2 separate regions of the Mus musculus genome follow, and region 1 is linked to region 2. The links are chromatin contacts, called in public Hi-C maps. All regions are on one chromosome and are shown on one strand. Each heading gives the region's core, a stretch centred on a gene start, on an enhancer-like site or on the middle of the called end of the contact. The rest is flanking DNA. Distances are from core to core; before and after follow the strand shown. Region 1 overlaps Sorl1 (sortilin-related receptor, LDLR class A repeats-containing). Region 2 holds the start of 1700063D05Rik (RIKEN cDNA 1700063D05 gene).

Region 1 (4,990 bases), core at 62-2,561, 900 kb after region 2:
TGTACCAGTTATCTCTATCGCACACCCCCTGAAACATCTTCACACTGTACCTCGGGAACACGGGCCAGTGGTATGCCAATTAAAAAACAACTTAAAGTATTTTTCAAAATTTCACAGGCCAAAAGGTCACATGCTTTTTGAGCTTCATGCTAAACCAGTGTTTCGTGGCAGGGAGACATCACTGCTCCACGTCAGCTAAGCATGAGAGGCGAAAGGAAGGCTGCCTTATGCAGTCTCTCTACTTTTCCTTGTTATTTGTTTAAGACAGGGTCTCATTAGGTAGCCTTAGTGATCATGATCCTCCTGCCTCAGTGCTAAGAGAGATAACAATGTGTCACATTTATTTCCCTTTTAATGTCTCAAATGAGGAAACCTTTCTCAGATCTGAACAAAAGTAGCCTTTTAGATTACTGCTAACAGAAGTCCCCAGACTTGCAATTTTGTAAACCAGCAAAATTAAAAAAAGAATATATAAGCCAACCAACCAAGGACTAGGTAGCCATTTCTGTGGCTAAGCCACCATGTCGCAGCTTGACCACCTACTCTCTTGATATACTTTCTGAAGTCACCATAGACTCTTCTTCTCCAGCCTGAGACAGCAAAGGTGTATCCCAGGAACAGAGTTCTAGACAGAAGACTTTAAGAGATGATCCATAGGACCACTCTACCCTGGACCATGCACAATTCTGTTTTCTTCCCCCATCCACAGGTGGCAACTCCGGATCCTAATGGCCCAGATGCAAGCAGAGAAACAGGGTAGAAAGATCCTGGGTTCCTGATTGATAGGCCTGCCGCTGATCCAGGAACACTCCCTCTGAACTGATTAGAATTGAGAGCTATCCTGACGCTAGAAAGCTTTCAGCGTCTGTCTGTAGAAACTGAGGAAGGCTATAAGGGGAATAAAGAGCCCTTTGTTCCTTCAGCTCGATCTTGCCTCATGGGCCTAGCTGTGTGGCCTTTTCTCCTTTCCCTATTGTGGCTGTGGCTACCACTCTGAGCACACGTGTTCTCGACTTAGTTGCCATGCACTGACAGACATCAGCTCCAAGATGACTCACTTTCCAGAACACTTGAGCTCTACTCAACCTGTGGGGACACCGACAAGCTCTGGTGCATCACTGAGAAGCTGAACAAGGCCTCCCCAAACCCAGAGCTCCTGCAGAGTTGTCTGAAATAAGCCTTGTCTGCTGCCAGCCTCCTGAGTCATCTCAAACCCACAGGCTTGGAGGCGGAGCTTTAGGGACTCAGAGCCTGCCTCTGAAGCCAGAGAGCTCACCTGCCCGGCCCTAGCACCACTCTAGAACTAAGGAAAAGTTCAAGTTGAGTGGGCCCACACTTCTTTCTGCAGAGCTCTGGCAGAAAACCTGCCCCTCTTCACAGCTCCACCCTCTTCCTTTCCCTTCTTCCTCCACCCTTGTATCTCCCCACCCACTCCGTAGGGGTGCTCTCAGATGTCACAAGGGAGAAGAAAAACACCTGGGCCACAAACTTGGCAGCCAGCCCCACCAAGAAGCTAACTAACCTGCAAAGGCCCTGCTTTGGATTTGAGGCACCTGCATCTAATTTGATCCAAGAACCAAACACTAAAAACTACCTGAAGAGAGACGGCTTCAAATAAAAAGAGATGATAATATATATATATATGTATACATCTCATTACCAGTAGATAAGTCCAGGCAAGCATCAACAGAAACATGCAAATCAAAAACAAATAAATTATTTAACTCAAAAAAAATAATAATAAAACCAGCTAAGGGACTCCCCCACCTCCTCCTGCCCCCAAGAGTCAAACTTTACTGTTACTTTCTTTCCCTTCCCCTCCCTTCCAACCTAGGCTTCCAGGAAGAAACTGGGAATACTGCTGGATCAGAAGCCCACCAACACAGACACCTCAGACACTCGGGCTAAAACCCTCTCTCGCCTACAAAACCATCTGCACCCTAGGAACAAACAAGACACCTATGTAAATGACACTCAGAAAGGGGTTAGGAACCTAGGGGAATCACCGGAAGTTCACCAGAGGTCAGAGATAAAAAGGCCCACCTGTACTCAACCTGGCCATCCTCAAAAGTGGGCGAAGCCCTCCCTCTGGCAGGTTAACAATCAGAGGACACGTTGAACAGGCTACAAAGTGTTACAGGATCAGAGTGGGGAGGAGGTCTGACAACACTTGCTGGGGTCTTTGTAGCAGAGAGCATAGGTTTCGTTAACTGATCCTAAGGGGTGAGGGATAAAATGGGCACAAAAGAGAGGCATCAAAATATTCCAGGGTATTCTTATAAAGAGAGCCTCTGAGGGGAAGAGCAAACTCAGTGGAACTTTTTTTTTTAAAGCCTTTTCTATCTGATGTCCCCTTTATCCCTAAGAGCAGACTGGAAAAGGGCAGCCCAGCAAGGTGAAAGAGAAGGCTCCCTGACAAGCAAAGGCTTGTCCAAGGGTCACCAGGCACTCACACAAACAGTTCAGTTCCTTGCCTTGGCAGAGATGTCAAGCATATCCAGTCATGAGAATACCTCCCTGGTGAGTCACCACTAATCTTCAAGGCAGCCCAGGTGCCCATCCCCCCACGCCCAAAGCACAGGACCCAAATCAGTAGCAGGAATCGATGCACCCCAAGGACAGTCAAGGGAGCCAGGAGAGGAAGGTCAGCACACCATAAATTTTATTAAGATCATGACATGCAGTCTATTTTCCTCCTGTCCATAGCCGAACTACAGGAAAAGGCAGGATGCAGTCCCCAGGGGACTGTGACCGAGAAGCCAACAGCCCCCAGGGCAGCCCACAGCATGGAGAACGCACAGATTCCTGTGGCTTGATCCCCTTGGTGATTTCTAGTGTGTTTGGGTCCTTTGCCCGGCTCCACTGCCAGCTCTCCGGATCACCTGCCCTCTACAGCAGCTGCAGGCTTGCAGACTGGTTCCACCAGCCTCTCCCACTTAGTTCCACAGGCTGATCTAGGAGACACCGGTCTGCCAGTGGGCGGGAGAAGGTGGGAGTGTGACTTTTCCAGGAACATAACCTTGATGTGTAGTCAGTCATAACCATAACCCCGGGCTGTGAACAACCTTCCTTCTCTTGTCTCTGGCGCACAGGGCATAGCCGGAGCCTGATAAATGAGATGCAATTAATTGGGGCCTGTAACGGCAACAGGGAGGAGCCGAGTGCCTCTGCTTGGGGGGGGGCGGGGATGTGATTGCATGCTATAGGGATCTCTGAATAAAACTCCATCTTAGATGACAAACTAAATCTAAAGGCCTGTCAGACCTCTGGTAGGCTCACAGGCGAGGGGTTTAAGAGAACCCCAAGAAGCCACCTGGTCTAGGATGAAAGCGCTGGAGGTAACTCCTTTAGGCTCAGACCTCTAGAGGTTACTCACTCTGGCTTCAAAATCAGAGGTTGCCTGGTCCATAAGCAAAACCCTGGAAGCCATGGGGCCCAGGATCAGTATCCCAGAATTCACCTGGTTAAAAAACAGAGATCAAGAGATCTGCTGCCTAAGATCAGAAGCCCTGCAAACTCCTCCATTCGGAGGCCCTCGGAAGGTAACCCATGAATGAGCATTTAGAAAACACATAAAAGTCTCTAGCTCATTTGGGAGATGATGAGTCTGGTCTGTTCTCTTGCTTCCAGGTAGTGAGAAGCGAAGAAAACACTGTGTTGGTGGGCTAAAGAGAAATCAGCATGGTCTTTGCCGGGGAGCTGGCATGGTTGTTAATGAAGACTCTATGTGATGCTAACTCATTGCTTTACTACAATGTGCCAGGCACAAAAGGTCACATACTGTATGACTCAGTTTATATAAAATATCCTGGGCAGAGAAATCCACAAGGACAGAAAGCAGATGAGGGGCAGCCAGGAGGCTGAGGAGGAGGAGAGGAGGGAAGAACTGGGTTTCTTTAGGAGGTAGAGAACATCATGGACGCAGACAGAGAAAATAGATACACAATGCACAATGCACGGACATTCCAAATGCCACTGGATTCTCAATGGCTGTTATGTAAATGCCGCCTCATTTTAAAAGCATTTCTATGACCCGGGTAGAACACTACACTTCTCAAGTGCAGATCCAATACCTAGGAGCTCCTACTTGTAAGAAGTACTTATTTCCTTTCAGCTCACAGTGAGCCCGATACTACCAAAATATGCAGCTCAAAGGAGTCATAATGGAGGCTGGCTGGGGACAGGGTCTCTGGCCAAAGCAATACTTCAAAGCGCTGTAAACAGCATCTACATAGTCACGGCATGCACATCAACCTTGTTGTCCCCAGCTAGAGCGACAGTCACAGGCTTACAGGCTCAGCTCCTGAATATTAGCTACTGCAGGCTCTCAGCAATCACCCACTCCTTGGCATAGCTCAAAGTCTTTACCAAACATTACCACCCGCTCTGGCCATCTCTCAATCCCCCTGCATGCCCTAGGGACCCAAGGGATGTGAAGGAGTATCCTAGAGGTACGCAGATCTGATTCTTATTATTGGGAGGCTGGGGGGGGGCGGCAGGGCAGAAGAGAATCTTCTGCTGTCCATTCCTTGGGCTCTGAGCTGTTATAAATAGAAGGGAGGAAATAAATTGCTAAGCGTATGAAGGAAGAGCTGCGCACCGCCATGAAGTGCACACTGAGGTCTGCTGGATGCCAGGTACCCTGCGGGTCTTTAATCATGTCTTACCTCTGTAAGCATACCAAGGACTTCTGGGAGAAATCAGGGTTGCAGGTCTGAAGACAGGCTGAGGGATTGTCAAGAAAGCCACCAAACTCATTATGGTCTTGGATCCTTACTCGAGAAGACGGGAACCCCCTTCCTGGAGTGGGTCCCACCTCTCTTCACTCATTTCTTCTACTATTACCTCCTTCACATTGGCCAAACACAGAGCTGAAGATGCCCTAGACACCCCCAGCTAGACAACATCATGCCTCCTGCATGCTTGTTTCTAGAACAGACCTCGAGGTGTTACAAACAAGGCAGCCTGGTTCGGTTCTCTGCCTCACTGG
Region 2 (5,063 bases), core at 1,153-3,652:
GTGTGACTAAAATGCCAAGGAGATATGAATAAGAAATTCGGGGTTACGTTTGGTCAGGAGTGATGAGAATAGTGATAAATCTACCAAGACAAGGTTTCCTTTTGCTGGGAGTGTGAATGGGTGGAGATTTTGGATTGGGTCTGTTTGAAGAGAGTGGCTGGGTAGATGCTGTCAGTCCAAGGAGCCAAGAGCAAGCAGAGCCAGCCATCTTCTGCAAGGCCGATTGTGCTTTGAGATCAGGTGGGGTTGATGGGGGTGGGGTAGCTGTAGGGGATGGAAACAGGAGCAGGAAGATTATAGAAGCCATAATATTGCTTTAAAAGTTATCAATTAACTCTGTAGTTCTCAATATGACCTCCCCGCAATAATGGAGATTGAGTATGGTAGATTTATTTAATCAGCCTTAGCACAATTACTGGGTGAATTACCCCTAATTTATTTTTCTATATTCTAGACTGGTTAATTCCCAACCGTTCTCCCCAAATAATTGCAGTTTGAGTCTTTCCCGTGTCACTTTTGCTCCATCATTGTCCTCAGTGGGCATTTCACTTGGCCGTGTGCTCCTGGTCCATTTTGACTAATGGACACTTCCTGTTCTCTCCATCTTCTTTCTCTTTCTCCTCCTTCCTCCTCTTCTCTCTCCTTGTGGTTCCAACCTGCGACTCTCTGCCTGGTAATCAAAACCCCGACTACCTCTATTCTCCCCAGAGAATCTCCTCAGCCATTTCTCTAACTAGTCAGAGAATAAAACAAAAGTTTACATATAAGCAAATAAGCAGAGTTTACAGAGCATCACTTGGTGGACATAAGGATCTGCTCATTGAGAGCAACCAGGTCTTGGGGGCCAGTATTTAGCATCTGAATACATAGCAGCACCAGACCAACCTGAACATCGTAACAGTGGAAGTACTGGATGGGGGCTGGAGAGATGGCTCAGTGGTTAAGAGCACTGACTGCTCTTCCGAAGGTCCTGAGTTCAAATCCCAGCAACCACATGGTGGCTCACAACCACCCGTAATGAGATCTGATGCCCTCTTCTGGTGTGTCTGAAGACAGCTACAGTGTACTTAGATATAATAATAAAATCTTAGAAAGAAAGAAAGAAAGAAAGAAAGAAAGAAAGAAAGAAAGAAAGAAAGAAAGAAAGAAAGAAAGAAAGAACTGGGTGATTCTAGGATAAGAAGCTTGGCTGTATGGGAAATGTAGTTGAAGATGAGCCTGGGGTTGAGATGGTGGAGCACTGCTTTCTCGGCTTCTGCTTCAGTCCCACCGGCAACATCTGTCCTTTTGATGATGGACAGTGACCTACAAGTTAAAATAAACCCTTTCCTCCCCAACTCATTTTTGGTCCTGGTGTCTATCACAGCAACAGAACGTTACGCAGAACACTGACTGGGACTCCAGTTGTCACTACACAGTAATATTGCAGGGTAACTTCAGGGTTAGCTGGTGCTGATATAGGGTAAGTCTGGCAAAGGTCTACAGCAAGCTCTGCAATCTGTGAGAAAGGAGTCTTGTACTAGTTGCTCCTTGTGTCTGAGGCCTAGTGGAACATGTAAGCCATACATGGTCTCGGGGTTGGTTTAGAGGACTCTTTGACCAAGAATAACAGCATTAGTGAGCTGACACAAAGGGATCCAGGGAATAATCTCTAAGAATGTGAGAAGCCAAGCAGGTGGGCACCGGCAAGACCCAAGATTTGGGTTCAAACTCTGCCCCCTTGTGGAGAACAGGCTTTATTGAGGGAGAGCTGGGGCAGGGATGGAGGCTGTGACTCTGGATGCGGGGGTGGGGGTGGGCTCAGGACACTGAAGCAGATTAGGGGCTAACACATTTACTATGATTGTTACTAGCACCATGGACAGACAGAGGGTGGCAGCAAGGCAGGGGCTTCTGAGAGAGTTCATGTCCCAGCATCAGGGATAAACAGCATAGTGGGGTCTCTGAAGAGAAGCAGAGCCCACTTGGTAGAATCCACTTCTTTCAGCTCTTGGGGATGTGGAAAGTTCACACCAAGAGCCTGCAGCCAGGCTGCTTGGTACCCAGGTAGGAGCCTGGGAAAGAGATGGTGAAAAGGATTGGCACAACTTTTGATATAAACTTACTTCCCAGGTGAGGTGCCTCAAGGAAAGCCCAGCTAGCTTAGAATTCACAAACAGTGTCCCAGCAGGGTGCCTGCCAGTGTCCCTGAATTGGCCTGAGCCAGGATGTAGTCTAACCTTACAGTCTTAAAGAGCTAAGCATCTGCTGTAGGAAATCCAGGGCCCAAGGACTCTTAGGAGTCCAGTCTAACGGCTTTTATTCTGTTTCCCTCAATGGCTGCATCATAGAGGAGTTTAGCTATCAGGCTGCACTGAAAATTCCAGATTCTGTGAGACTGGGTCACAATCAAGAAGGTCCTTAGTTGTAGTTTGTTGTCTTGCTTGGGTCCCTGCAGTTAAAACAAGATGCTCCTCCCTAGGTTATTATAAAACCCAGCAACTCGACCTCCCGTAAGGAGATCTGGGCTTTCAGAGGAGAAGCTGTGTTTCTATATGATGTCAATGTTTGAAGAGTTTGGACAGTGTTTGAGCTGAAGTGAGTTTAGGTTACAGGCTAATAACTCACTTTATGTACAGGAGGAAGAAATGGAGATGCCCGTCTATTTAGGCGGGGCTGTCCCAAGCGTGGAAGATGGGTGGAAGATGATTTGCATGAATGCTGGGTAGCATGGGCAGAGGAGCGATTTCCCAGCGTTGACTTAATCCTTGGTTTGTTTTTTATTTTCAGCCTTTTAACCCTGCTCTGCTCTTTATGAAACTGTGTGTCACAATGTTAGTCCACTCTGGCCTTAAACTTGATCCTTCAGCCCCAGCATCCCAAGTCCTGGGATTATAGTTAAGTTTCTCCACACCAGGCGTCCCAGTGATTTCAATAGATGAGCAAATTTGGGAGTCAATGAAATGGGAGAAAGACCCGTGTCATAAGGCATCGTAGAACGTCATTACTGCCGCCCCCGCGTCTAATTGCCGAGGACAAAGAGGGAGAGAGCTACTCAAGGTAGACATTGGAGAGAGCAGAGGGAGAGAATGACTGTATTAGGGATGTACAGTAGGGGGTGGGAGGGGCAACTGAGAAAAGGAGAACTCCAGAGATGCGATTCAAGGGAATTCTCTCCCTTCTGAGCAGAAGGTCCTGGGGTGCCCTAGCAGACAGCGGAGCATTAGAAAGGGCACAGCACTCCTGGACATTTTGCTGATGTTGTATAGCGACTGCATTGCAGGGCTGTCCTGGGAATATTTCTGTGCTGGAAATACGCCCCAGCCCCCGTTTGTTGTTGTTGTTTTATTTTGTAAATAACTAAGAGAAGAGAACTCCGTTGTTTTGCCAGATGGGATTCATTCGTTAGGTACAATTTATTCTTTTACTGTCACATAAACCCAATTCTAAGCATTCAGTCTGTGTGCAACTGTGACTGGGCCCTCCCCTAGAAAATTGTGCTGCTCTTGCTTAGAGAGAACATGTCTGCTTCCTTCTTCAAAGCTTTCCCTTGAACCCCAGGCTTCCAGCTGGAGGACCAGTGCCTGGGAGCTCTAGAGAGAAAACCCAAGGCTGCCCAGGATTCCTTCCGGAACGCGTCATTGTCAGGAAAAAGAGAGGGCCTTGATGTTAGACACAGACAACTCCTGGGGAGGCGGAGGTGAGGAGTTCTCACCGTGTCGCCAAAAGGACACACGGACTGTGAAGAGAGGATTTGATCCTTTGAGAGGATTTGTGGACCAGATGCTCCACAGGACTAAGTCTGGTTTATACAAGCCTGGAAATGAAGAGCTGCTGGCGCCACTGGGTGGCAGCGCTGAGCTCGTCGTTGCTTCTCTTTAAGGAGTTACGTCACTCTGTGCGTCCGCTTAAGACACACTCAGAACCGAAACTGCGCATGCCCACGTCTCGGTCAGGTGGTGGTGACGACCTTCGAAACGGCAAAAATGAGCCTTTAGGACTCCTTTGTCTTCTTTCTTCACAATGTCTAACCATCCCTCAGAATAGCTAGGTTATAGGGTTTCGTGCTATTAATATATAGCATAATTATAAAAAGTCACCCAAACAGCTACAGTAGAAAGTCATTTCTAGGAAGAGGTGTACAGTATCTTGGGTTGAAATATTCTTAGGGAGATTTAAAGAAGACTGGCTTTTTTTTTTTTTTGAAAGATTTACTGGGCGTTTTATGTAAGGCAAATGCGTAGACAGCAAAGGTAGCCTGTCAGGAAGTAACGACAGCGCTGCGCTGCCATCTAGTGGGCAAAGTGTTACCTGCAGTTTATAACAGAGCTTCCAAGTTACCATGAATTGCAAGCAAGCAAACAAGAAAACTGCACAAAAATCCCAAATACAGAGTCAATGTATGATTGCTAATTTTATTTTCATTGAAAAATTTCATATTATACATTTTGATCATGGTTTTCCTTCCACAACTGCTCCCAGATCCTCTGACACATCCCCATCCACCCCATACGATCTCTCTCTGTCTCTCAATCTCTCTCTAAAAAACAACAGGCAAGACAACAACATAATAATAAAAAAGAAGAAAAAAGAGAAAACTACAAGAAATACACACACACACACACACACACACACACACACACACACACACAAGCGCACCCTAAAATACATATGAACACAAAATCAGATAACATATTGTACCGGCTAGTTTTGTGTCAACTTGACACAGGCTGGAGTTATCACAAAGAAAGGATCTTCAGTTGAGGAAATGCCTCCATGAGATCCAGCTATAAGGCATTTTCTCAATTAGTGATCAAAGGGGAAGGGCCCCTTGTGGGTGGGCCCATCTCGGGGCTGGTAGTCTTGGGTTCTATAAGAGAGCAGGCTAAGCAAGGCAGGGGAGGCAAGCCAGTAAGGAACATCCCTCCATGGCCTCTGCATCAGCTCCCGCTTTCCAGTCCTGACTTCCTTTGGTGATGAACAGCAATGTGGAAAGTGTAAGCTGAATAAACCCTTTCCTCCCCAGCTTGCTTCTTGGTCATGCTGTTTGTGCGGGAATAGAAACCCTGACTAAGACACATACC

The links. Hi-C and Micro-C count contacts between places; a contact is called where the count stands out from the background.
Region 1: a Hi-C map of CD8 T cells shows a contact between it and region 2, with 2.3 times the contacts expected there. The contact joins the enhancer-like site here to the promoter of 1700063D05Rik in region 2. A contact is called at or near these places in 3 of 39 promoter capture datasets (hippocampal neurons, liver and pre-B cells) and 1 of 484 Hi-C or Micro-C datasets (CD8 T cells).

Annotation. Positions count from the first base shown.
Region 1 is chr9:42,107,415-42,112,404 of GRCm38.p6, forward strand. The region is part of intron 1 of Sorl1 (sortilin-related receptor, LDLR class A repeats-containing); the gene reads right to left. Among named protein-coding and RNA genes, the nearest start is that of Sorl1, 14 kb to the right of the region's middle. Within about 2 kb of position 1,312, at least 174 of the 459 cell types and tissues checked have an H3K27ac peak or open chromatin away from gene starts, as enhancers often do. A contact at or near this core is called in CD8 T cells, where this site is marked.
Region 2 is chr9:41,203,753-41,208,815 of GRCm38.p6, forward strand. It overlaps 1700063D05Rik (RIKEN cDNA 1700063D05 gene), which reads left to right and starts at 2,403. Exons shown (of 5, transcript NR_040392.1): 1 at 2,403-2,577.